Regions from separate parts of the Mus musculus genome. Here all the other regions are linked to region 1. Evidence: chromatin contacts called from public HiChIP or PLAC-seq and promoter capture Hi-C data. All regions are on one chromosome and are shown on one strand. The core of a region is the stretch at or near the end of the contact, and the rest is flanking DNA. Distances in the headings are between cores, read along the strand shown. Region 1 holds the start of Myh9 (myosin, heavy polypeptide 9, non-muscle). Region 2 holds the start of Card10 (caspase recruitment domain family, member 10). Region 3 has its middle 7.2 kb from the start of Gm36738. Region 4 holds the start of Rac2 (Rac family small GTPase 2). Region 5 holds the start of Tst (thiosulfate sulfurtransferase, mitochondrial). Region 6 holds the start of Rbfox2 (RNA binding protein, fox-1 homolog (C. elegans) 2).

What was found. Promoter capture Hi-C pulls out the DNA fragments that hold promoters and counts their contacts. HiChIP or PLAC-seq counts read pairs in DNA pulled down with a chosen protein or histone mark.
Region 2: a FOXA1 HiChIP or PLAC-seq map of pancreatic cancer cells shows a contact between it and region 1. The contact joins the promoter of Card10 here to the promoter of Myh9 in region 1. A contact is called at or near these places in 1 of 484 Hi-C or Micro-C datasets (embryonic stem cells) and 1 of 115 datasets of contacts at active chromatin or transcription factors (pancreatic cancer cells).
Region 3: an H3K27ac HiChIP or PLAC-seq map of bone marrow-derived dendritic cells shows a contact between it and region 1, with 4 times the contacts expected there. The contact joins the enhancer-like site here to the promoter of Myh9 in region 1. A contact is called at or near these places in 1 of 39 promoter capture datasets (the C10 cell line) and 2 of 115 datasets of contacts at active chromatin or transcription factors (bone marrow-derived dendritic cells and pancreatic cancer cells).
Region 4: a contact with region 1 is called in a promoter capture Hi-C map of pre-B cells, with 2.4 times the contacts expected there. The contact joins the promoter of Rac2 here to the promoter of Myh9 in region 1. A contact is called at or near these places in 5 of 39 promoter capture datasets (the C10 cell line, the HPC-7 cell line, hippocampal neurons and 1 more) and 1 of 484 Hi-C or Micro-C datasets (CD8 T cells).
Region 5: a contact with region 1 is called in a FOXA1 HiChIP or PLAC-seq map of pancreatic cancer cells. The contact joins the promoter of Tst here to the promoter of Myh9 in region 1. A contact is called at or near these places in 2 of 39 promoter capture datasets (liver and pre-B cells) and 1 of 115 datasets of contacts at active chromatin or transcription factors (pancreatic cancer cells).
Region 6: a contact with region 1 is called in a promoter capture Hi-C map of embryonic stem cells. The contact joins the promoter of Rbfox2 here to the promoter of Myh9 in region 1. A contact is called at or near these places in 2 of 39 promoter capture datasets (embryonic stem cells and hippocampal neurons).

Annotation. Positions count from the first base shown.
Region 1 is chr15:77,840,344-77,844,293 of GRCm38.p6, reverse strand. It overlaps Myh9 (myosin, heavy polypeptide 9, non-muscle), which reads left to right and starts at 2,119. Exons shown (of 41, transcript NM_022410.3): 1 at 2,119-2,337. It also overlaps the pseudogene Gm22107.
Region 2 is chr15:78,801,170-78,805,119 of GRCm38.p6, reverse strand. Card10 (caspase recruitment domain family, member 10) reads left to right here and starts at 2,078. Exons shown (of 21, transcript NM_130859.2): 1 at 2,078-2,265; 2 at 2,488-2,739; 3 at 3,350-3,487. The coding sequence starts at 2,136.
Region 3 is chr15:78,586,769-78,590,718 of GRCm38.p6, reverse strand. No RefSeq gene overlaps it. Among named protein-coding and RNA genes, the nearest start is that of Gm36738, 7.2 kb to the right of the region's middle. Within about 2 kb of position 1,643, at least 93 of the 459 cell types and tissues checked have an H3K27ac peak or open chromatin away from gene starts, as enhancers often do. A contact at or near this core is called in bone marrow-derived dendritic cells, where this site is marked.
Region 4 is chr15:78,570,592-78,574,541 of GRCm38.p6, reverse strand. Rac2 (Rac family small GTPase 2) reads left to right here and starts at 1,759. Exons shown (of 7, transcript NM_009008.3): 1 at 1,759-1,931; 2 at 3,739-3,810. The coding sequence starts at 1,897. It overlaps Gm36738 (predicted gene, 36738), which reads left to right. Exons shown (of 2, transcript NR_155437.1): 2 at 1-131.
Region 5 is chr15:78,404,073-78,408,022 of GRCm38.p6, reverse strand. It overlaps Tst (thiosulfate sulfurtransferase, mitochondrial), which reads left to right and starts at 2,158. Exons shown (of 2, transcript NM_009437.5): 1 at 2,158-2,784. The coding sequence starts at 2,190. It overlaps Mpst (mercaptopyruvate sulfurtransferase), which reads right to left and starts at 1,311. Exons shown (of 3, transcript NM_001162493.1): 1 at 1,279-1,311.
Region 6 is chr15:77,304,908-77,308,857 of GRCm38.p6, reverse strand. Rbfox2 (RNA binding protein, fox-1 homolog (C. elegans) 2) reads left to right here and starts at 1,805. Exons shown (of 14, transcript NM_053104.6): 1 at 1,805-2,494. The coding sequence starts at 2,315.

The DNA of each region.
Region 1 (3,950 bases), core at 870-3,369:
CAAAAATGCTGAGTACTAGGATTTAGGACATGAGCCACTAAACCTGCTGCTGAGGTAGTAAGCTTTCTCTTTGGCCAGGGGAGTCCCAGGGATAGAATACAGGTCTGTCAGCAGGTACCTTTACTTGTTGAGCCATTCGGCAGTTTTAAGCTTCTGTGAACGTTTCTGAACATCCTTTGATGGATCTAAATACTCATCTTCTGTTGGATAAATGCTTCGGAGTGGAACTCTTTTTTTTTTTTTTTTTTAAAGATTTATTTATTATTTTATGTAAATACACTGTAGCTGTCTTCACACACTCCAGAAGAGGGAGTCAGATCTCATTACGGATGGTTGTGAGCCACCATGTGGTTGCTGGGATTTGAACTCTGGACCTTTGGAAGAGCAGTCGGGTGCTCTTACCCACTGAGCCATCTCACCAGCCCGGAGTGGAACTCTTGAGGTCTCTATCAAGCTTTAGTAAATAGAGCCAAGGACAGGCGTGCTTAGCGGGGACTGGCCCTAAACTCATTATGTAGCCAAGAGTAGCTCCTCCTGCGCCTCCCTCTGCAGCGCTGAAATCACAGGTGTGTGCTACAGGCCTAGTGGAGCCACTTTCCCAAAGTGGTTGGAGAAGCGCATGCGTATTCCTGTCAGCACCTGATGAGCTCCACCTCCTCACCGGCTCTAACAATGCTGGGCTTTTTTTTTTTTTTTTTTTTTTCCGAGACAGGGTTTCTCTGTGTAGCTCTAGCTGTCCTGGAACTCACTCTGCAGACCGAACTCAGAAATCTGCCTGCCTCTGCCTCCCGAGTGCTGGGGTTAAAGGCATGGGCCACCACTGCCCGTACATCTCCAGTCTCTTGATGATTAGTTTTAAAAGTAATTATTGGCTTTATATATTTCACACCTTTGAACTGCTTGTCTGTGTAGTTCAGGCTAGTCTTGAACTCCCCCTCCTACCTCAGACCTCTTGAGTTCTGGTATACCACCCACAACCCCTGGATGGTTCAGCCTTTTAAAAATTTTTTAAATTTTTCTTATCAACTGGGAAGCAGTCTTTGCTGTAATGTGGGTAGCAATCACTGGTCATCTGGGCTGCAAAATCTCTTTCTTTCTTTAGCTGCTTTTTGGCTTCAGAATGTAAGTTTTCCCTGAAGTTTATATGGAAGGATCATTTTAACTGTGTTAGCAAGAACATTCCAACAGTTAAGAGCAATGACGAGAAATTTGCCTTCATAAAGCCATTTGAAAGCATTGACGTGCTGCAGGATCGACCACATAGATCAATGGACACAACTCGGAAACGGACAATTTGGGCAGAAAATAATGCGTGGACAAATTCCTGATAGATTAATGGCAAAGTACATTTTTTTAAATGAAAAAAAAAATCCTCTCGTGGTTAGTAACCAAAATAAAACAAATGAAATCTACCCTTAAAATAATTTAGTGACAAATATCTGAGATGTGTGTGAGTTAATTATTCAAAGGTTAAGAGTGGCTTAGACTGCATTCCAGGCAGAGGTACTAGCCAGAGCAAAGGTTCAGAGGTTGGAGGACAGCCGCGAGCAGGCTCCAAAATCGAACTCAGGACGCCCACACGGAATGCAGGGTTGAAGCCATGACCGCCCCCACAGCCATCATAATTATGTAAAATACCACTTTTCCCATATATGGTACTTAATATCTGTTCTCCTGGTAGGACAGGACGAAGGGAAAACACGGTTCGCTGGGCGGAGTGTCAGAGCCTCAGACCTCCCCAGTACGCTCCCTCCGGCCCCGGCGCGGCCCAAGCTGCACACCAGAGCCGGGACCAGGAGCCCAGCGCGCCTGAGCCGCTTGCTTCTGATTGGATGAAATCCGCGTCAATCCTGGTCCTGTAACCTGGCTGTCCATTGGACCCGCCCAACAAGGCGTGGCTCCCGCCTAGGAAGCGCGGGTGGAAGGTGGGGTGGGCGGAGGTGGGGACAGATGGGGAGGATGAATCTCAGCACTCCGGCTTCCATCTCTTGTCTGTTTATAGGCCGAAAATCTGTCAGTTTAGGCCAGACTCCTGTTGGATTGGGCAGTGTGGGGAGAGGGCGGGGACTCTTGGAAGCTCCACCCACGAGCCGGCGGCGAGCTGTAGACCCGCCCTCCTCTTGGAAGGGCGGGGCAGGGAGGGCGGCGCGCACCAGAGCTGGGTGCGGTGAGGCGCGCAGATCACCGCGGTTCCTGGGCAGGGCACGGAAGGCTCAAGAACCTGACCTGCTGCAGCTTCCAGTCTCGCGTTCGCCCCACCCCGCCGCGCCGCCCGAGCGCTCGAGAAAGTCCACTCGGAAGAACCAGCGCCTGTTCCCCGGGCAGACCCAGGTTCAGGTGAGCGAGCTTTGCCGGTATGTCCCGCCCCGGAGCTGCCGAGCGCGCGCGCGCGGCGACAAGACTCGAGTCCTTTGGGGCGGACGGCCCTGTGGTTCTCGGCCTCCGCGTGGCGGGTTTCAGCGCGGTCGGGTGCGACCGGACTCCGCATCCTCACCCGAGGGGTGATAGGCAGCGAGGCCTCGGGGTTAGGGAACCGGGGGACGCAGTCCCCGGCCCTACAGGATGCCCTTCCCGGTCGGGGCACTGGGAGCTCGGCCTGCTCCTGTCGCCTCTGCACTCCCGCCTCCCCGACGGCCAGCTCCGGCAAACTTTTTAACCCCTTCCGGGACGCAGCAGTCCCGGAGATCTCGGCCGAGCCGGCCGGATGCGTTCGTGGGCACGGGGCAGCAGCTCCTTTGTAAGTTTGGCAAAGGGAGGTAACGGGCAGGCGAGGACCGCTTGGCAGCTGTCAGGGCGTCCTCCTGAGTCAGGATCGGTCGGTCCCGCCGCAGACATTGCGCCCGGCACGGTTTCCGCCGTCCGCTGCGGACTTCCTCATTTGTCCGTCAGCCCTTGGGCCGGGAGGGGGCGGGGAGAGGTACTCAGAGTGCGTGGGAAAAGGGGTCCCAGCTGCCGAGGGGCTCAGGGCGCAGGAAAAGAACCCCCCCGTCTGACCTCATTCAACCTTGGATTTCTATTGCCCGAGGTCAGAAGGCCTGGGTCTGCCGGCAGCTGCCCCGTCGCCCGGGCAGGCGTGCACCTGATTTCCACCGCACCTTGGGACGCCACGCCCGGGCCAGTCTCTGGGAGCTGGCCCTGACTTTAAGACCAGGCCGGGCAGCCGCATCTTTTATGTTTGATGAGAGGCGGAGTTTTGAAGACATCCCCCACTTCCTTGCACTAGGGTCTTCACCTCATCCTGTTCTGGAGCCACGCCTAAGGCAGGAGCTGCACCCCGCTCCTCCGGGTCCCCATCTCTCCCAGGCAAACTGAGTCAAGTACCCTCTATGACTTGCTTGCGGGCTGTAGTGAAACTGAAGGCTGGGTGGGCTCGGGCGGGTGCCTAAGGCCCCACCCAGCGGTGTTAGGGAAAAGGTCCCTGGGAAGTCCCAGGTCTTGGAGACCCGGAGGCTGCCTCGGCTGGGCTACAGGGAGGTCCATCGAGTTCTCAGTTCTCTGAGCGGTTTTCTGGATTAGCAAGATTTCAAAGTAACTTGCGTGCTTCCTACAGCAGCACCTATACCAAAATTGGAACGATACAGATTAGCATGGCCTCTGCGTAAGGATGACACGCAAATGCATTGAGTTCCGTATTTTTTAGCCAACGCAGACTGGCCCAAGTATCTCTAAGAGTGGCTCACTCTCAAGCACGACTTAGGAGGTTTCTGCCTCCCAAAGGACTCCCTCCTCTGCTGTATGCCAGCCAGTCAATCTCAGGACCTCCATCTAGAACTCTCAAGCCACTAGGCAGATCTGTAACCCGCCCCGGAGCCCCTCCTAAGCCTTGACCAAGTGAAAATAAAGCTTTTTGAAACAGCAAAAATAAATAAATAAATAAATAAATAAATAAATAAAAGGTAACTTGTTCACAGAAACATTGTAGCCATTTCTGACTCCACTGTCTAGAGTCC
Region 2 (3,950 bases), core at 829-3,328, 960 kb before region 1:
TATCTGTTAGGTTGTCTGTGTATGTGTGTAAAACTGTGCTTGTGCCTTTGAGTGTGTCTGTGTAACCACGTGTGTCCATATAAATGTGTGTGCCTGTGTGTGTGCGCCTGTGAGTGAGTAAACACGGCATGTGTGTAAGCATGTATGATGTGTTTGTAGCCCTGTATATGTGTGCATCTTGGTGTGTCTGTGACTAGTAATGCATCTGTGTCCACGTGAGTGTGTCTGTGAAACCAAGTGTGTGCCTGGGAGTAAGTGTATGACCACGTGTGCACATGTGAGGTGTTTCAGGATCTCTATAGCTTCTTTAAGAGCAGGCTCTGGGACCTGCTGTGACTCTGTGACACCACGCCCCCCCCCCCCCCCCCCAAAGTCTGTTAGCTTACAAGCTAATTCCTAGTTTCAGTGCCAGATTCCTGGCCCTGGTTTTGCCTCTGATGAGAGAATAATTAACTAAAGACTCATTTTCCAGGGTTTCCTTCCCATTATCCCGGCCAAGAAAAAATATTCACAGGGCTGCGGTAGGGTGGAGCGGCTCTTTGAGGGAGGAGCTGCTCCCTGTGAGAGCCAGAGTCAGGGTATCAGGGTCAGCAGAGGAGAGGCGATCCTTGGGAGGGAGCCTAGTGTGAACCGAGCCTGGGGAGGGGAGAGAGGCCAGGGCGGATCCAGTGTGTGGCAAGTTCTTGCTCTCTCTGGGCCCCTGCTTCCTCCTTTGTAAAGGGATAGGTTTGCATTAGAATTCAGTCCTTTCTACAGAGCTGCTTCTGCAGGTGAACTGGTGATACTCCAAACAAAACCAAGTCAGCAAAAGTCTGTGGTTCTTCAAGGCTGGGAAAGGAACTAGGTTATGTAGGTAAACTAGTTTCTTTACTGCAGGGGCTGTTCAGGGGTTGTGGTCAACCTTGTTTCCTTGGGTGAGTGATGCATCTAATTCGGAAAGTATGGGTGGCTTTGGGGACCTACACATCTTTCCAGATCCTCTGTGTCCTCTTAACCCTGTTCTCGCCACCCCGAGGGCACTTTCCAGTGCCCAGAGAGCTTCTAGCATGTGACTACAGGACCTTATTGTGGGAGTATTAGTCTCCAAGGCAGAAGGGAGTTTTGACGCTGCCTTTTCAAATGTAATTGATTTTAACCACACTCCCTCCCACCCCGCAGGAACGGCCATTTAGAAATGCAAGCATCCTGGTCCCCGTGTGCCATCAACTTGACTCAGGAATGAAAGTGCAGTCAGTCTGGACACTTGCAGGGACTGACTCCCTTCTTTGGAAAGGTGCCCATGACCCCTCCCCTCTGCTGCCCACACAGGCTGTCCTGGGCTTGGTGAAAGATGTGAGCTCTTGGCAGCGTGTTCGGGAACACTGAGACTGTGGAGGGGCAATTGTCCAGGTCACCGGCAGATAAGAGGCCTAGCTGGGAACAGGATGCAAATGAATGCAAAGCTGAGACACACACAGAGAGAGACTCACAGCTGACCGGGGCTTTCAAGTGCCTAGGCACAGGGTGTTTGTGGGAGGGAGAGGCACGTGAGTAGTCTGTCTCCGGTCGAAGTCCTGCTCAACACTTGTAAGGCCATTATCCCAGAACATGGACACGTGTGAAAGTTCTGCTAGCTTCTGAGGCCCTGTCCCACACTTTGCAGATATTTCCTGAAAGACAGATATGTATTATGTGACTTTCAGCAGAGTGAATATACCTACCATGCGAGTTTAAGTGGGAATGATGGGGCTCTGTATATGAGGTCCGAGCCCAGAGCTCGCTAAGTTGGTGTGACCTGTTGACTTCAGGGCGTGTGTGGCTAGTGGAGCGGACACTTGTCGCGTTCAGGGTTCCGGGTGGCCAGCTGCACCGGGAGTCGGGCTTGTAGAGGGTGCAGGCTGGTGTTGTGCTCATGGTGGGGGACAAGGTGAGCAGCAGCGGCGGCAGTGGCCCTGGCGGTGGCGCGCGGGGTGTGGGCGCGCGCGTGGCGGCTCCGCCCCGTCGGGGGCCGGGCAGGTGTGGGAGGGCCGTGCGGACCCCGCCAGGACTGGCCCGGAGAGCCGGCGGGAAACAGGAAGCGGGGGTGGGGGGTGGGGAGGCGCGGCTGGCCCGCAGAGCGGCCGGGAGGACGACCGGAGCGCAGCGGGTCGCGGGCAATGTTGGGTGGCCCGGGAGGCCGCCGGGCTGGGGGCGGAGCCAATGACCCCGAAGGCACCGCCCCGTCGCGCCTCCGGAGCCGTCGGCCGAGCACAGAGCCGGGAGCTCAGGGCAGCTGCAGCGCCCGTGGTGAGTGCGGGGAGGACACGGGCGGGACAGCAGCGTGGGGACGTGAAAGGACGCCGACGGGACGCCCGGGAGGACGCGGGCGTGACCTCTCGGGGACCCGGGAGGGTGCAGGCAGAGCAGCTTGGGATCCCGGGAAGACGGAGCCCGACAGCGCCGGGACCCGCGGGCGACGCCCAGGTGCGGTGACCGCGGCTCCGTGCCCACCGTGCTTGTCGCCCGCAGGCTCGGAGGACGCGGCCATGCAGGGCCGGGCGGACGCGGGCGAGGCTGACGAGGAGGCTGGGGCGGGTTCGGGGTCGGAGGCCGAAGAGGACGCGCTGTGGGAGCGGATCGAGGGCGTCCGGCACCGACTGACGCGCGCCCTGAATCCGGCCAAGCTCACGCCGTATCTGCGCCAGTGCCGCGTCCTGGACGAACAGGACGAGGAGGAGGTGCTCAGCACCTACCGTTTCCCGTGCCGCGCTAACCGTACCGGTGAGCCCGCCGCCAGGGGTTTCCTCTCCCTTCCTAGGCCCGCTCCAGAGCAGACAGCTGGATGTGGTTGCCGGTGCCGATGGCGACCCCTGTGGGATCTTTACTGTGCTCTTTGACCTCTCTGGTTCTCTCTGTCCCATTTGTGTATCCCTTAAAGAATCAGTTTTTCTCAAGAGCTCAAATCCGGGCTCAGTTCTCCGAGGCTCCTCTCCCACTGGGCGTCTTTGTACCAGGACTGTCAGAGGGACTAAAAGTATCAGGGAACTTAAGTCAATGAGAGCATTTTGCCTGGGAAACGCAGGCATCCGATGCCCCCGGGCATGCGTAACGTGTGTGTGTGTGTGTGTGTGTGTGTGTGTGTGTGTGTGTGTGTGTGTGTGTGTGTGTAGGGGTTGCTGGGGACCTGCTCCAGTGCAGGTGCTCTGGGGAGGGTCTGGTGTTCCTAGCCAGGGCAGACTGAGCTTTGCTCCCTGATGTGTTGGGACAGGCCCCGGTGTGTGTCACAGCCCAAAAATCTGGGGAACGTAGGCCCTGGAGCATTGTCGGGGTGGAGAGCAGGGGCACTGGGGGAAGACCTCATCCTGACCCCTGTCACAACCTTTACCCTCAGGGCGCCTCATAGACATTTTACGCTGCCGGGGCAAGAGGGGCTTCGAGGCCTTCCTGGAAGCCCTGGAATTCTACTACCCAGAACACTTCACGCTGCTCACTGGCCAGGAACCTGCCCAACGCTGCTCCATGATCCTTGGTGAGCAATCTCAGTGGGTGCCCCATCCTTGCCACCAGAGCAGAATTTTCTTACCCCAACTGCACTGGGGGTGGTGGTGTCTGTTTTCACTATACCCATTGGACAGATGAAGAAACTGAGGCACCAACTGCAGAAGTTTACCCAGGGCCCCAGAGTTCAGAGTCCATGTGCTTAACATGACTCTCTCTCTCTAATCATCTTTATGAATGGTATGGCTAGTTTCTCATGTAAACGTTCAAGAATAAATGAGATGGCTTAGTGGATAAAGAAGCAAGCCTGGCCACCTGAGTTCACTCCCCGGGACCCACACAGTAGGAGAGAACCAACTCCTGAAAGTTGTGCATAGATGCTTTCCTTCCCCCGAGTAAATAGATAGATAGATAGATAGATAGATAGATAGATAAGTAAATGAATAAATAAATAGAAATGTAAGTTCAGGGTGGTGGTACTCGCCTGTAATACC
Region 3 (3,950 bases), core at 394-2,893, 750 kb before region 1:
GGATTGAGAGTGGACCTCCGATGGCTATTTAGCCATAGATGCTCACGGAAGCCAGAGGGTGGAGTCAGGTGTCCACGGATGAATGAATACATGTATGGACTGTGGCATATGGCATGCACATACCATGGAATATACCGTGGAATATTATTCACCTCTGAAAAGGAAGGCATCTGACATGGGTGGTAGTATGGAAAAGTTGTGCAGACACTAGGTCAAGGGAGTAAGGCAGCCACAGAGGACAGAACTGCAGGGTTCCACTGCATAAGGTTCCTGGGGCGTCAGATCATGGGTACCAGGGAGGGGGAAGAAAACAATGTAGACCATTCTAGAAAGGGCTGGTAGGGATGGTTGCCTGTCATGAATGCTCCCGGTAAGGAAATACACATTTCGAACTAGAAAAAAAAAAAGGTAAATTGTGTGCCTGTTTTGCTGCAATTTAAACAAACACAACTTGGTTATATTTTAAATTATTTTGGGGTATGTGTGCAGAGGAACATGTGGGTGCCTGGCCATGTGTGTGATGGTCAGAGGGCAACCTGCAAGAGTTGGTTCTCTCCTTCTACCACGTGGGTCCTGAGGTTCAAACTCAGGTCATCCAAGTTGGCAGCAGGCACCTTTATCTGTTGAGCCATCTTGCTGTCCCTAAACCGACAAAACTCCAACAAGCTCCTCAAAGGAAACAAAACGAAATCCCTTCAGTGGCTCCTGTACCCTCAGCCCGTGAGACCCTCTGCCCCTCCCCCACCCCTTGCTGCAGGCTCTGGGACTGTCCGGAGCTAGCCCATTCTTGTGCTATTTATTGAATAGACAAATGGCTCTTGTGTTCCCACAGCCCACAGATGCCCACTCCACACCAGCAAAAGGCAAGTGGCAGCTTCAAAAGGTTGGAATCTCCTCTCTATGCCCTTGGGTGTGGTAACACTCCCTCTCAACTTGGCCCCGGACTGCAATGGGAGCTAAGCCGCAAGCTTCACACTTCCTGGTGTGAAGCAGGGGTTCTAACACCCTCACTCTGAGGCTGTTGGCTCTACTGCTCTTGCTTGCTGAAAAGACTGCCTCTGTCAGGCTTGGGTGAAGGCAGTCTCACCCCAGGGTGTCAAGAAGGAGCTTGGAATGGTTGTTATCTGTGGTCAACTCTATGGGATCTAGAATCAAGAGGGAGATGGGCTCTGGCCATGCATGCCTCTGGGGGATTACTCTGATTAGGTAAATTAAAGTGAGACAGCCCGCCCACTGTGGGCAGCACCATCCCCCAGGCAGAGGATCCTGGATTGTTTAAATAAAAAGGAGGAAAAAAAAAGAGCCAAGTGCAAGCATTCACTGCTCTCCACATCTCAACTGTGAGAGCCATGTGACCAGATCCACCAAGCTCCAGTCACTTCGACTTCTCCCCTGCCACAGGGGACTGCACCCATGAGTTTTATAACTGAATTTTATAACAGCAGCAGGAACATAACTAAGGCAGCATGAGGGCAGTGGGTAGTAGTCCTCTAAAGCCAGCACATGCCACAGGAGAAGGCCTGACAGCTAGTCCAGTGTCTCCTCTATTATTACAGAGGAGGAAGCTGAGGTGAGGGCTCTGCCCGGCACTGCCATACCCAGTGAGGTTTCACTTCCTCCTCTGTGGCCCTAGGCTCTGTATCACTGAGAGGTCATTTGCTCCATTTGTCTCTGTGCTTGCCAGACTGTCAGACTGCCGAAGATCACAGCTAACCTAGCTCTTCTCTGTAACCTTAGGTCAGTGGTTTTCAAACTCCGTAATGCTGCAACCCTTGAATACAGTTCCTCATGTTATGGTGACGCCTCTCCCCCAACCATAAAATTATTCCATTGCTACTTTGTAACTGTAATTTTGCTACTGTTGTGAATCATAATGTAAATATCTGATATGTGAACTAGTGAAGGGTTATTTTAACCCCCAAAGGGGCCCAAAGGTTGAGAGCCACTGCTGAAGGCTAGCAGCGTGAACCACTGGCATGAGAGGCATCTTGCCTGCTTAATATCATGGAGGATGAGCTACCTGTGGATGGAAGCTGTCTGAGTTAGGGGTTTACTGCTGTGAGCAGACACCGTGACCATGGCAACTCTTACAAGGACAACATTTAATTGGGGCTGGCTTACGGGTTCAAAGGTTCAGTCCATTATCATCAAGGCAGGAAGATGGCAGCATCCAGGCAGACATGGTGCAGACAGAGTTGAGAGTTCTACATCTTCATCTGAAGGATGACGCTAAGAGGAGACTGGCTTCCAGGCAGCTAGGATGAGGGTCTTAAAGCCCACACCCAGAGTGACACACCTACTCCAACAGGGCCACAGCTTCTAATAGTGTCACTCCCTGGGCCAAGCATAGACAAACCATCACAGAATCCTTATCTGACCCCCAGGAGACTGTGGCCCTCGCAGATCTGAGATGAAGACTCCAGACAGGAGCATGAGGCCCAGGGACAGACATCCCAGGCTTCCACCAGGACTCTTCCTTATCAGTGAGGCCAAAGCTTTACTGCAGAAAATGGAGGGACTGCGGGCTGCAGACATGGCTCTGTTGGGAGGGAGATTATCTTGTGTGAACAAAACCCTGGTTTCCATCCCCAGCCCTCCAGAAACTGGGTGTGGACGTGCGCTCTGTAATCTCAGCACTTGGCAAATAGAAGCAGGAGGGTCTAGTGTTGGAGGTCATTCTTGGCTGCATAGTGACCCCAAGGCTAGCCTGGGCTACATGAGATCATGTCTCAAAAGCAAACAAAACAAAAAAGATAGGGAAAAAAAGGAAAGGAAAGGGGAAGGAAAAAATGAAGCTGTTGTCCTACGGAGATGATCAGTCATTTATCCCCTTAAACAGCCCAGCCAGGATGCTCGCGGTCTTGGGGTGGGGGTGGAGTGCCATGGAAACTGCAGGGCTTGAGACTGGAAAGCCAGCTCTTCTCTTGCTTACCCCCTCCCTTGCTTACCCCCTCCCATCCCGCATCAGAGGACACGTGCCAGCTTCTGTTTGTTAAAACAACAATAACAACAACCAAACAAACCGAGAGTAATACTGGGGCTGCACAAGGAGAGGCGACTAGTTTAAACAAGGAGAGTTCAGAAGGATCTTGAGAACAATGTACATGGAATGAAATTAGCAAGAGCCAGTCATAGCCAGCTGCAGCAGGAGAGCCTGGCTTGGGCTCTGTAGGCAGCCAGGCCACCAGGAAGACAGGGAGACTGAGCAGTTGTATCCTAAGCACAGCTGGCTCATGGGCGCCCTCGTGTGGCTGAAGTAAGGACCACACTCAGAAATACTGGGCTCCCCAGCAGTGCTGACCTCTGCAAGCTACTTCAGCTTTCACCCAAGAACTCTGAGGGTGGGCTTGCTTTCTATATGCCAGAGATTCTCCGTTTCAAGAGAGCAAAGCGTTGTGTCTAGGCTCAGCAGGCAACTGGTGACCTGGATCTGAGTCACGTGGTAGACGATGTCTCTGCCTCACCTGGGTGCAGTGATTTTCCCATCCTGGGAGCAGACAGTCCTCGGGGTAGTCCACTATCGCATGGGGCAGTACCAGGGGGATTCCAGCGACAGTTCTCTTGGGGAGAACCTAGGAAGGGGCTACAGGCAGGAGGGGTTCTAAGGGCCTCCTCGGGAGAGAAGAGAGAAGATTGGGAATGACCTGCGCCAACTCTGTGGGGGAAGCTGTGAATTCAGGGTGTGGTCAGTATGTGCCTGTGGCTTGAGTGTGTGTGTTTGAGGCTGGGGGCAGGGGTAGAATGTGGGAGGAACAAGTCTCAAAAGGGAAGGGGGCTGAGAGGCCAGACATCAGGGCCTGCTTACACCACTTGTTTCCTCTGACTGGCAGACAAAGGACTTGCCTTGTCAGGAAATCTCTCAGGCCAGATTTTCAGAGAGGTGCTGGCTTTGACACCAATGTCTCGGAATCACTTTCCAGGAAACCCCTACGGGTCTGTGAGCGAGGCTG
Region 4 (3,950 bases), core at 510-3,009, 730 kb before region 1:
AGCAATGCGCTCATCGTTGTTTCCTGATTGTGGGCAACCAGCTGCTCCAAGCTCCTGCTACTCTGACGACTTCCCCACTGTGATGGATTCTAACCTTGAACCATGAACCAGAATAAACCCTTTCTCCCTTCTGTCGCTGTGGTCGGAGTATTTTTTTTTCATAGTGATAGGAATAGAAACTAAGAAAGCCCTAGAGAAATCAAATCAACATCTCACAAAACCTACTAGCAGCCCCTTTGTCATCTAAAATCCACTCTGTGTATCAAGGTCACTGTCTGTAGACAGAAACTGTACACACTTTGTAGAATATCTTTGTGAAATTGCATAGGAATGCTTAAGAAAGAATCACTCAAAGAGTATCAATCATTAGGGAAGAAAAATTAAAGTTGACCACATACAAATAAACCTTTATAAATATCACAGCTTCAAAAAAAATAATTCCACATACTGGAAATGAACTATGAAACGGTTATAGCAATTCACACTTGAAAAATCAAACACCGAACTTCTCCAAATAAATATGAGGGGAAAAAATACTCCAGTAGAGAAATGGACAAATACACAAATAGTAACTTGTGTAATAGGAAACCCAAAAGTCCAATAAACAACTAAAAACACAAATGCCCAACAAAACACCTGCAAACACAAACACCCAACCAAACACTTATAAACACAAATGCCCAACACAAGGCGAGTGTAGTTGATATCATCAAAACGGCAAGAAGCCTACGACAGTTTGTAGGTAGGATTTTCGGTTTGGAGTGGTTTCCCAGCTAGGATCTTGCTGTATCGCTCGATGGCTCTGGCTGCCTTGGAACTCTCACTCTGAATCCTGGACTCAAGCTCCCAGCAATCCCTTTGTCTCAGCTTCCTGAAAGCTTAGATTGCACCATGCTGTGAGAAGGTTTGGACTTGCCAAACTTCTACCAGCTTGCTCTACTGCATCTGTCCCTGACTCTTCCTCCTCCTCCTCCTCCTCCTCCTCCTCCTCCTCCTCCTCCTCCTCCTCCTCCTCCTCCTCCTCTCACTCCTCCTCCTCCTCCTCCTCCTCTCACTACTCCTCTTCTTCCTTCTCTTCCAACTCCTTCCCTTTTCCCTATCCTCCCTCCTCTCCTTCCTCCTCCTCCCCCTTTTCCTCCACTTCCTCCCCTCCCAATTTCCCCCCTTCCTCCCCTTCCTCCTTTTCTCCCCTCTCCTCTACCTCTTCCCTTCTCTCTTTCCCTCCCCCTCCTTTGCCTTCTCTCTACACACTGGCCCTTGCTTAGGCAGCACCCCCCCCCCCCGGGCCAACTTTGTTTGACATCACACGTCATAGCCACCAGTTTTCCCTGCTGGTGACTCTGAGGTCACTCTGTAGCTCTCCCTTGGCCCATGTCTCCTGCCTTGCTCACAGCACCTGTGGTGTGGTTTGCCTTCTCTACAGAGCAGGAACTCCAGGACAACCTGGCTTCCTGCATTTTAGAGTCACCAGCTCCCAACACAATGCCTGATACACAGTAGGCACTCAAGTGTTTGCCCATGGGAGTCAGGCCAACTGACTTCTTGGAGGATGCAGATTCTTCGAGAGCAACTTTGTCCCTGCCCTGGCTTAGGAAGTGAATCTTCAATTCTCTAGGGTGCCTGGGTTCCCTTTGGAGCCTAAGTCAAGTGCCCTTGGTGGCCTGGGCCCAACCTAGCACCTGTGGGGCCCCAGGTCCTCTTCCAGACCGCATGCTCCACCCCCTCAAGGCTGTGGGGCAGCAGCTTGGGTAAGTTCCTCTTCCGTTTCCTCCCGCCTCTTGAGCTGGGGTGCTGCTCCTCACTGCCGGGTACCTCCTAGCCACTCCATACCACTGGTGTCCACAGCAACGCTCCTGGCCCCCAACTGTCATCCCTGGCTGCTGGGCCTCAGATGCAATGCAGGCCATCAAGTGTGTGGTGGTGGGTGATGGGTAAGTACCTGGCTGAGTTGTCTCCCACCCCTACCAGGATGCCTCTGAGATCCTCCCTGGTACACCCACAGATTCAGGGCTCCCAGGAGGTTCTGGGGAAAGTCGCTTCCTTTCCTTGTAAGGGCTTACAAGGAACATTTGGGGTGGGTCTGGACTGCTCCCTGTCCTTCAGCCTACCCCACTCCGGAAGCTACTTGGGTGGAGGGCCTGGACTGTGGGTGGGGTGCTGCTATTTGCCTGTACCCTGAGAGCTGGGACAGGGCTCCTACCGGGCCAGCATCAGTTCAGGGTACAGGTACGAGGAGGGAAATCAGCAGCTTGCCCTTCGGACCTTTGTTTCCCAGGCTGGCCCAGGCTCTAGTTGCTGTCTTGCTGGGCCTAGGGGACTTCTGGCAATCTCCAAGCTTTCTGACTCTCAGTCCAGCCTCTGCTCTTAAGGACTCCAGAGGGCAGGCTGGCTGCAGCCCTGCTAAAGTCTGATAGTCATTGTCAGATCTTGGGACCACAGGCTCTCATAACCCAAGGCCTGAGTTTCTTCATGTGTCTCCCATATATTCCGACACATTAGGGTGCAGTCCTCAAGTCTATCTTGGGTCCCGCTAGATCCATCCTCACATGTACTAGACAGCCATCTTCAGTTCGAAACGGGGAGGGGCTGAGGCCTGGAGACCTTTCCTGGCTTAGGTCCCAAGGTCACACACACTTTGGCTCTGCTGGTGGCATAGGCTATCTACCTCCTCAGCTGACTAGGTCCGACTTGGTCGCTGCTGCAGCCGCCACCGCGCTAGGGTGTCAGCCGTTATCTGTGGCAGCTGCTCTGCTCACTTCTGCTTTGTGTCTGATCTGGGGGAGGAGGGGGCGGACACGGAGGGCCGGAAGTCAATGATTCTATGCATTCAAAGTTACCTGGGTGGCAGGCTGGGGCTTGAGGGCAGAGGTTTAGGGGGCAGGGACAGCAGAGCAACCTCCTCGAGTGGGAAGTGACTTAACGGAATTGTACTGGGGAAGGCCCGGAGCTGTCCCTCTGGCCTCTCAGCTTCCTGCTGAATGACCTGGGTGACCTCCCAGCTTGGCAGGGAGATAGCTTAAATGGTGGTCATCTCCATTTATCCCATTTCTCTTTTGTATGTGGTCACCGGGCTGTGGCTCTCTGTATGATCTGTCTTCCACCAACCCTACTTACCATCACAGAGTTCGTTTTACAGGTGGGAAAGACCAAAACTCCGAAAAGTTACATAACCTGCCTTGGAGGCAGAGGATTTGAACCCAGGCCCCTCTGACTTCAAAGAGGGGCGATGGGCAGTCCCTAACAGTCATTAGTTGGTGCCACTTCTATGGCACCGGGTTCAGTGTCTTAGAAGTATCAGTTATTTTACTGGGAAGATGGGCTTGTCCTTGTTGTCTACATGGGGAAACTGAGGTACAAGGTGCTTAGGTGACTTGCAAAGTTGTGTAGATGGCAAATGATGGAGGCAGGATCTGAAGCTTAAGAGAGACACGTGACAGTCTTACCCAGCTCTCCAGGGTCCTCTGTTCGGCCCCATGGTCATCTGTGCCTATCACCTGTATCCCACACACTGGTACATGTACAGTACTGGAGTTCTCCTCAGATGTGTGGCTCACACCCATGGCTAAGACTGAAGTCAGGTTCTTTATGGGCACTGCACGGGGTAGAGCACACTGGTATGGGGTGTCTGGGATTGGGAGACTGGAGCCTGAGTACAGTTCCCGCCTCCCCTTCATCTTGACCTTGGTGAAGGGGAGCTATGACCTTGGTCTCTCCTGCATCTTGTCTCTTGTCTTTCAGAGCCGTGGGCAAGACGTGTCTTCTCATCAGCTACACCACCAACGCCTTCCCTGGAGAATACATCCCCACTGTGTGAGTGGCTTCTTGGGGGCTGTCCCCTGTGGGGGCCTGAGACCAAGTAGGCTGGTAAGGCTAGAGAGACTCTCCATTGTGGGGAAGCTGGCTGGTGATCCGACATGCAACGCAGTGACTTATGCTAAGTCTTAGAATGT
Region 5 (3,950 bases), core at 909-3,408, 560 kb before region 1:
CAGCTGGCCTTAGACTTCCAGGGGGTGGGACTTCAAAGGTCTGAGGTCACTACCCTCCCTGCTTGATTGACAGTTATGACAAAAGACCCCAGGCAGCAGAAAGAGAGTCAGAGAGGCTAGGCTATGAGTGCTCATGAGGGGAAGAGACCAGAAAGAGACTAGGTTTCTTTGTGCTTGAAGGGCCAGGATCCCAGGGGAGAGTAGCTCTCTGGAAGTCCATCAGGACATATAGGACAGGCCCAGGCCATCCTAAGTTAGTGTGAGCCTATATATCCCACCCATGGGGGGTGGGGGTTCGGGCACTGAAGAGCATCTCCCTAACTAGACCCTCCTGGTACCTTCTCTTCCCTACTGTCAAGCTCCAGGTGCAGAGTATGCTGGGAAAATGCTAGACAGTGAATTTTTGCAACACACTGTGACAGTATTTCAGGGTAGGATAGATGCTCAAAAAAACAGGGAGGGGAGTTCAAGAGAAAAGCATTCCAGGGGAACAGAATAGACTAGAGAGGGGGTGTACAGCTGGTTTGCAGGAGCCATGCTCTATTTCCAGATATCTTGCTTATTGGGATTTATATAAATTTACAATGAAGTGGTAAAAACTGAAGCCCAAGACGACAACGACGACTACTACTACTACTAAGCATAAGGCTTCAAGGATGGACAGGTAAACCGAGGCAGCTCCCACCACTTTGGGCTTCAGGTGAGAAATTAGTCCCTTTTCCACTACGTGCCTTGGCACCTCCTGGCTCTACCTGTTTCTCCTGTTGGGAGTTCAGCTCAATCCGGCAGGGTCGTGAAGGCACTCGGCAAGGCGGGCTTCATAAATGCTAGTTTTATTTTTATTCCGTTCTGTTACTTTCTCCTCTTGGGGCATGCTAGATCTCCTCACCACAGCTCCTCTGAATTGCTTTGTTTATTCTCTTGCTCCCCCCCCCCAACTTTCTCAGGAGGCATCAGGTCTTTCCAAACCCCATCCACTCACTGCTACCCACCTGTCTCTTATCCCACACCAACCCACAGACGGCCACAAGCAGCCACGGACAGTCTTCCTAAGGCAAATTAGAGGCGCCCTGGAAACTCTTCTCTCATAGACTGCATCCCCTCCTCCACTCCCGCGTGATACCACGCTATGCACCCCCGGAGAAGCACCCTCTCTCACAGAAAAGCAAGTAGGACGCGTTGGGTAGCAGATACCAGGGATTTGCGCTCCCCGTTTCCCAGCTCCGCCATGTCACCCCCTCCCCACGCCCTCAGAGGTTCCCTCCTTCCGCCACCAACCTGCGGCCAGCCAAAGGGAGGAGACTTGGGCACAGCCCACTGTTTGGGCCACTCCGAGACGTTGCACCTTCCATTTCCCGTACTGCGGGGGACGCAGGCGCCATGAAGCCGGGTTGCGCGCTGCCCCAGTGTCACCTCGAGCTTCAAATAGCCCCCTTTATGTATGAGAAGTATTATACGAGGAGGGGCAAACAAGACTCCCGTGCGAAGACGCAGAAGCTGTTCGGAATCCCGACTGTCTACGAGAGAGGTTTCTCTCCTCACCCCCATGGGAGGCGGTACAATGGTGCGGGCCACTTGAGAACCCTCCCGGCTCCTGGTTTGAACCCTCCAGCTTCTTCGGAGCGCAAGGGCGAGTGCCAGCCCAGCTACTTTTGCGACTGAGTGCAGCGAGCCGCCCAGGATGGAGCCGCTAGCTGGGTCCTGGCGAAAGCAGGGCAGAGTGCCTGGAGCCCTTTCACCGGAATTGGACATTCTAGAAGCCAGAGAACTCTGGCTGCAAGAAACGAAAGCAGAAGGGTAATCAGTGCGCCCGGAGAGGCGACTGGAAGGCCATCTCTGACTTGTGTTTGTTTTTCCCATTCTTGAAGACAGAGTCCTGAGCCAGCCCCTCCCACCAATTTGCTGCTATAGTAATGCACCGAAGCTCTTAGCCACGCCCACCTGCCCTCCTAGGCACCAGAAAGGGAGGGCGCCGGGGAAGTGGGAGGGGTGGAGCAGGCTTTCCCTAGGGAATGTGCCAACCTCTCCCACTGTGAGTCTGGCTCTGAGTGTAGTTACGATTGCACGCTGGGAAAATGTAGTGGGAGCAACAGCCCCGCCCCCTGGGCTCCGCCCACCGCACTCAGCCCTCTCAGGCCTGTCTCTTTCCTGGTTCCCAACCGCGCCAGGTGACTCGCAGAACTGACACTATGGTACATCAGGTGCTCTACCGGGCGCTGGTATCCACCAAGTGGCTGGCGGAATCCATTCGGTCTGGCCGCCTGGGGCCCAGCCTTCGGGTGCTGGACGCGTCTTGGTACTCACCCGGGACCCGCCAGGCACGCAAAGAGTACCAGGAGCGACACGTGCCTGGCGCGTCCTTCTTTGATATAGAGGAATGCCGGGACACGACTTCGCCTTATGAGATGATGCTGCCCAGTGAGGCCCACTTTGGGGACTATGTGGGCAACCTGGGCATAAGCAACGACACACATGTGGTGGTATACGATGGAGATGACCTGGGCAGCTTCTATGCACCCAGAGTCTGGTGGATGTTTCGTGTGTTTGGCCACCGCACAGTGTCAGTGCTCAATGGTGGCTTCCGGAACTGGCTGAAGGAGGGCCACCCGGTGACATCTGAGCCCTCGAGGCCAGAGCCAGCCGTTTTCAAAGCCACACTGAATCTCTCCCTGCTCAAGACCTATGAGCAGGTCCTAGAGAATCTCCAGTCTAAAAGGTTCCAGCTGGTGGACTCTCGGGCCCAAGGACGGTACCTGGGCACACAACCGGAGCCGGATATAGTAGGTAGGTGTTCCAGTGGCCCTTGGGAGGATTGCACAACAAAAGGATGGGGAATCAAAAAACCCCTGGATCCCTCAGGCCCTCTAGGTAGACTTGTCTTTCCATCTGTAAAATGGGAGGGTACGGCCAACCTTGAAGTCTTTTATAGCGCTCATACATGGGGGCCCTGTGTGCCATAGCCGGGTGCTAACAAGCTGCCCCTATTAGGTGACTGGGGTCCTGTCCATCCATGGTCCACTTCCAGGCACCAGCGCTCCCACATGCAGTAGATGTACGAAAAGGTGTTCTCTCCACAAGCAGTCATTTGTATGGCTGCACAGAGGTCTACAAATCTCTTCCCACTCTCTCCATCCCAGAAGCCCTTTCAAATATCAACAAGGCCCTTCTGAGCTCTTCTGGGACCCTGGCTAGTGTCTGTGAAAGGCACCTCAGTTCATAACCTCAGCAAGTGGCTGCGACCTGTCTGTTACAGCAGCTATCAGCCAGGGAAATGGACGGGATGAAATACCTGACTTAGATGAAGCACTGGGGGATTGTTACTTGGTCAGTTAAGTGGTAGAATCTGGATTTGAACCTGGTATCATTTTGTTTTAACCCAGGGTTCGAAATCCAGATATAAATCCATTCAGTCCCACCACCATTTCCTAGGGTTCAGGGGCTCCTCCTGTGCTAGGTATTCCTGGAAAGATGGCCCCTTGGGTCCCCTTTGGTATGTGTGAGAAAGCCTGAAGAAGTCTGTATAGTTTAGGAGTCAGGAAAAAATAAACTCAGGAGATGAAATGCTGCTTTCTAGAGGCGCCTGACCAGAGGCAACCCCAAGTTTTGGCCCACCTCACCTCTCTCTCTCTCTCTCTCTCTCTCTCTCTCTCTCTCTCTCTCTCTCTCTCTGCCTCCCTCATCAGTAAGACTTAACTCCAGGATACATTTTGCCTAACTTGTTTCAAAATGTTGCCTAAAAAGTTTCAAAACTTGCCTACAAAGTTTCAAAAACTTGTCTCTTCCTTTCTGCCAGCTGATGTCAGCAACCCTGTTTTTACAGTCTTAGTACTAAATTCTCATCCCACTGGACAGAGGGGGCCTTGGCACACAGGCAGCAGTAGATCAAGGCCACACATGGAGTTGGCAGAGGCTGGCATTGCTCCAGTCTCACTCTCTCCAGGCCTTTGATT
Region 6 (3,950 bases), core at 556-3,055, 540 kb after region 1:
ATCATGAATCAGTCAGTGCACTAATGTGACTGGGCTCAGCAATTAAGTTCTCAGGATCCAAACACTTGCCCTAAGTCTGTCAGCTGTTACCGTATGAGCCTCTGGGGGACTTTTTCGATTCAAGTCATAACATGATCAAAGTTCTTAATGTTGATAACTCACTTGATCTTCATAATAATTATTTTAAAAATAGTATTATTATGCTAATTTTAGGTGTCAGAGCTAAGCTGAGGGACAAGAGCCGTTAATTAACTCCCTCCCATAAGGTGTCAAGGCTTGTAAATGGCTAAGCTATTGCAACCTACAAACATACAAATACTCAGTAGGAAAACCCAGCTCCAAGGCAAGTTGTGCAGTCTTTTCCAACTAGCCTGCAAGCCCTTCTATTCCCTCTCTTAACCACCAGTGGTCCGGCATTACATGGGCAGGAGTGGTCAAGCCTCCCTGGGACTCGTCTGGCTCTGAAGCAGAGATCTTCATCCCTCTGTCCATTTTTAGGTGCTTAACTCAAGTTCAAAGGTCAAGTCACAGACTGGTTGCAAGTAACCTTAGACATCACCTGACCTGGGGTTTCTCAATCTCTGAACTATTGGCATTCTGGTTTGGACAAGTCTCTCTTGCAGGGATTGTTCTCTGCACTGTAGAGTTCTGAATAACATTCAAAGCTTCTATTCAGTAAATGCCAGTATAGTCTCCATTTGTGAAGAACAAAATTTACCATATGACAAATACGGAAGTGGGAGATGCTGAAAGGGTCTGAAACTTTTTCTTGGCTGGGAACCACTGATCCAAAGGATTATTTCAGATACTGCAGTTGGGATCCAAAGAGAAAAACTCACTTGTTTAAAGTAGCAAGCAAGGGTAAGGCTAGAAGCTAGGTTATTGCACAATATCCCTTTCCATGTCACAGTATGGAACCCTGAGAGGCAGAAGCAGTTTCTATTTACAATCAGGTGGAGAAAACCTACCGGACAGACCTAACTGCACAAAGCTGATAAGCTAGGAAGGGCTATTCAGGCAGCAAGGAGTAAAACCAAGAGATTGCCATCTTGACTGGCCACATATTTCTGCTTCAGGACTTGAACAAATTCAGGTCCATCCATTGGATTAAAACCATGTTTTCTACTGTCAGGCTCAAAATGGTTCCGTAAATGCCCTATGTAAACGTAAAGCTCTTAAAAAAACACCAGGCGTTATTTATTACTATTATTAGAGACAGTTTTTCTGTGTAGGGCTATCCTGGAACTCACTATGCAGATAGACCAGGTTGGCTTCGAACTCAGAGATACTCCTGTCTTTGCTTCCTACTTCCTAGGACTAAAGGTGTGCACCACCGCCATGCCTGGCAACATCAGAAATATTGACATCATTAGAGATGCAATTATTCGCTTCATAGCACCATTTCTCAGAAAAGTTTATATGGGAGCCATCACTCCTGGACTTCCCAGGTCTTGGGCTGGAGAGGAAGGAGGCAAAGGGACCTTCCTCTCGCAGAGCGCCCCTCTGCTTCCCTAAATCCCAGGAAGCCAGATGAGAGAGATCAGGTCATCACTTCTCACTAGTGCAACTAGTCCAAGTTGCTCCCCCGAACTCCTGCCCTTCAAGCTCCGCCCCCCGGCCACCGCCTTAAAAGAGGCGGCCCCTTCTCTCTCCATGCTTCCCAGAGCATCCCCGAGCTTCCCGAGCTTTTCCGAGTCCTTCCCGGCCTCCCGCGGGCGGCCCGCGCGGAGGCGACGGAGATTGCCGAGGGGCGTAGCCACGCCCCCTCACTACAGCCTCCTCTCGCGCGGGCGGCCCGAGTCCCACACATCCAGGTTCCTCCCTCCTTCTCTCCTTTCTCTCTCCCCGCCTTCCCGGCGCTGCCACAGTGGCGGGACGGAGGATCCCGACCAGTCAGCTCGCTGCGGCCTCGCGCTCCTCCTCCTCCCAAATAAACAGCCCTCCCCAAGCTGGGAGCCCAGGCCGTCCCCTTCCCCGCACGGCTGGCGAGTGGTGAGGGAGCGCGGGACTGAAGGACCAAGGGACCGAGGGATCGGCGCACGCGCGTGCGAGTGAGAGAGCGAGCGAGCGGCCGGCGCGAAGCCGGAGCAGAAGCCGGAGCCGGGGCCGAAGCCGAAGCCGGAGCCATAACCTGAGTCGGAGCGGTAGTGAAGCCGAAGCCGAAGCCGGGCTCCGGACCGACGCGCACGCACACACGCACGCGGGGGGCGGGGCCGGCGCGCGCCCGCCTGTCGCGACTGTCGGCACCGAGGCCCAGGGGGAGGTGGCCTGTCGCGGGTCGCCCGGCTCCCGGTGGCGAAGGGGGCGCGGGCGGATGGCGGAAGGCGGCCAGGCGCAGCAGCAGCCGCCTCAGCTCGGGCCCGGCGCTGCCGCCCGGGGCATGAAGCGGGAGTCGGAGGTGGAGTTGCCGGTGCCCGGAGCGGGGGCAGACGGACCCGAGCCCGGCCTGAGCAAGCGGCCACGCACAGAGGAGGCGGCCGACGGCGGGATGCAGGTGACCGCGCGGGACGGGCGCCCGGTTACGGAGGGCCGCGGCGGGCTCGGGCCTCCGGGCGCCGGGTGGGCCTGGCTGGAGAGTGGGCTTGGGGCCGGGTGCAGGGGCTGGAGGGGCCCCGGAGGCAGCGCGAGGGAGTGGGATTTTTTTTTTTTTCCTTTTGGAGTTGGGATTGAACAGGATCGGGATGCAGTCCATTTCTTAAGCCTGTGCTCAGTTTGTTGAGAAGTTGAGGGTTCTTGGGTCGATTTGTCCAGAGGAGAGCTGTTGGGCCGAGCTGAGAGCGAGGGAAGCTGGTGGTGGGAAAGCTCCGGAGAAGAAGGGCGCCTTTTGGTTTACACTGGGATGAGGAAAGGGGGAACGGCATGTGGAGAACAGACTGAAAAGCCAGCCAACTCCTGGAGAGAGAGCGAGCCCGAAAGGGGATGTGGCTTAGCTTGTGGGTTCAATCAGTTACTCGAGCAGTCTTGAGAAGTCCGCGGAGTTTGGTAGTGTGATGCTCTGTCTCAGTTTTGTGCAGCATGTTATTAAGTCTGGAGAGAGACACCAGGCAGATCCCGCCTGTGCTTTACCCATTGCATCCTACGTTCGTAGGATGCGGAGTAAACTCCTTAGTATCCTGAGGTAGAAAAGAAAATTTATAGGGCTGTTAGGAGACTGGTTTCTGAGTTGTGGCCTCCAGTGTTAGCTTGATTGTTGAGGGTGGGAAATGACAAAGATATTGATACAGGCGGTTAGTACTTAGTTTGAAGAAGGTAATGCATCCTTAAGGGCTTTAGGATTTGCTCTCTGTTTAGAAAATATTGGCTACGAAATGGAGAGGCTCACAGCAGCAACGGGATGCTTTCTAATTCTTTTAGAATCGTAGAATGTTAGAGATGGAAGGGACCAGAAACGCCATCATCTTTTCCACCAGGAGTTCTCAGTCTAATGTACTCGGAAGAGTTATGCAGAATGGCTTAATGTGCATTGAGTCAATACTTTGTATCTTTTTTTTTGGGGGGGGGGAGGGTGTGTTCAAGTTTCAGCGTATTTTAACTGCCTCATTTTTATTGATAGGGAGTTAGAAGTCCAGAGAAAACTAGTGACTTGCCTAAAGCCACCCAGTTAGCTGGTTCTGATTTCTATTTCTGTGCTCTCTCCATTACACCACTCTTGGAAATCTCTGCAGTACTAGGAGACTTTCCGTGCTCTGCCTTGACTTCCTGTGGCAGGGAAGGAGCTGGCATGTATGCTGTGTGCCTCTTGTCTCCTTTGCAGAAGCCACCCTGTTACCTCTGTTGATTTGGGCACAAGGGATTTCCTGGGCGTTTATTTTTGAATCCTTTTGTTTGCTGGCTTTTATTTCCCTTAGAAGAAGTCTGCCAGGCAGAGGGATCATTAGGTCAATCTGAAAGCCATAGAAGAATGGGAAGACTTAGTGGTTTAGCACTGGATGGTAAAGAGGGACCACTGG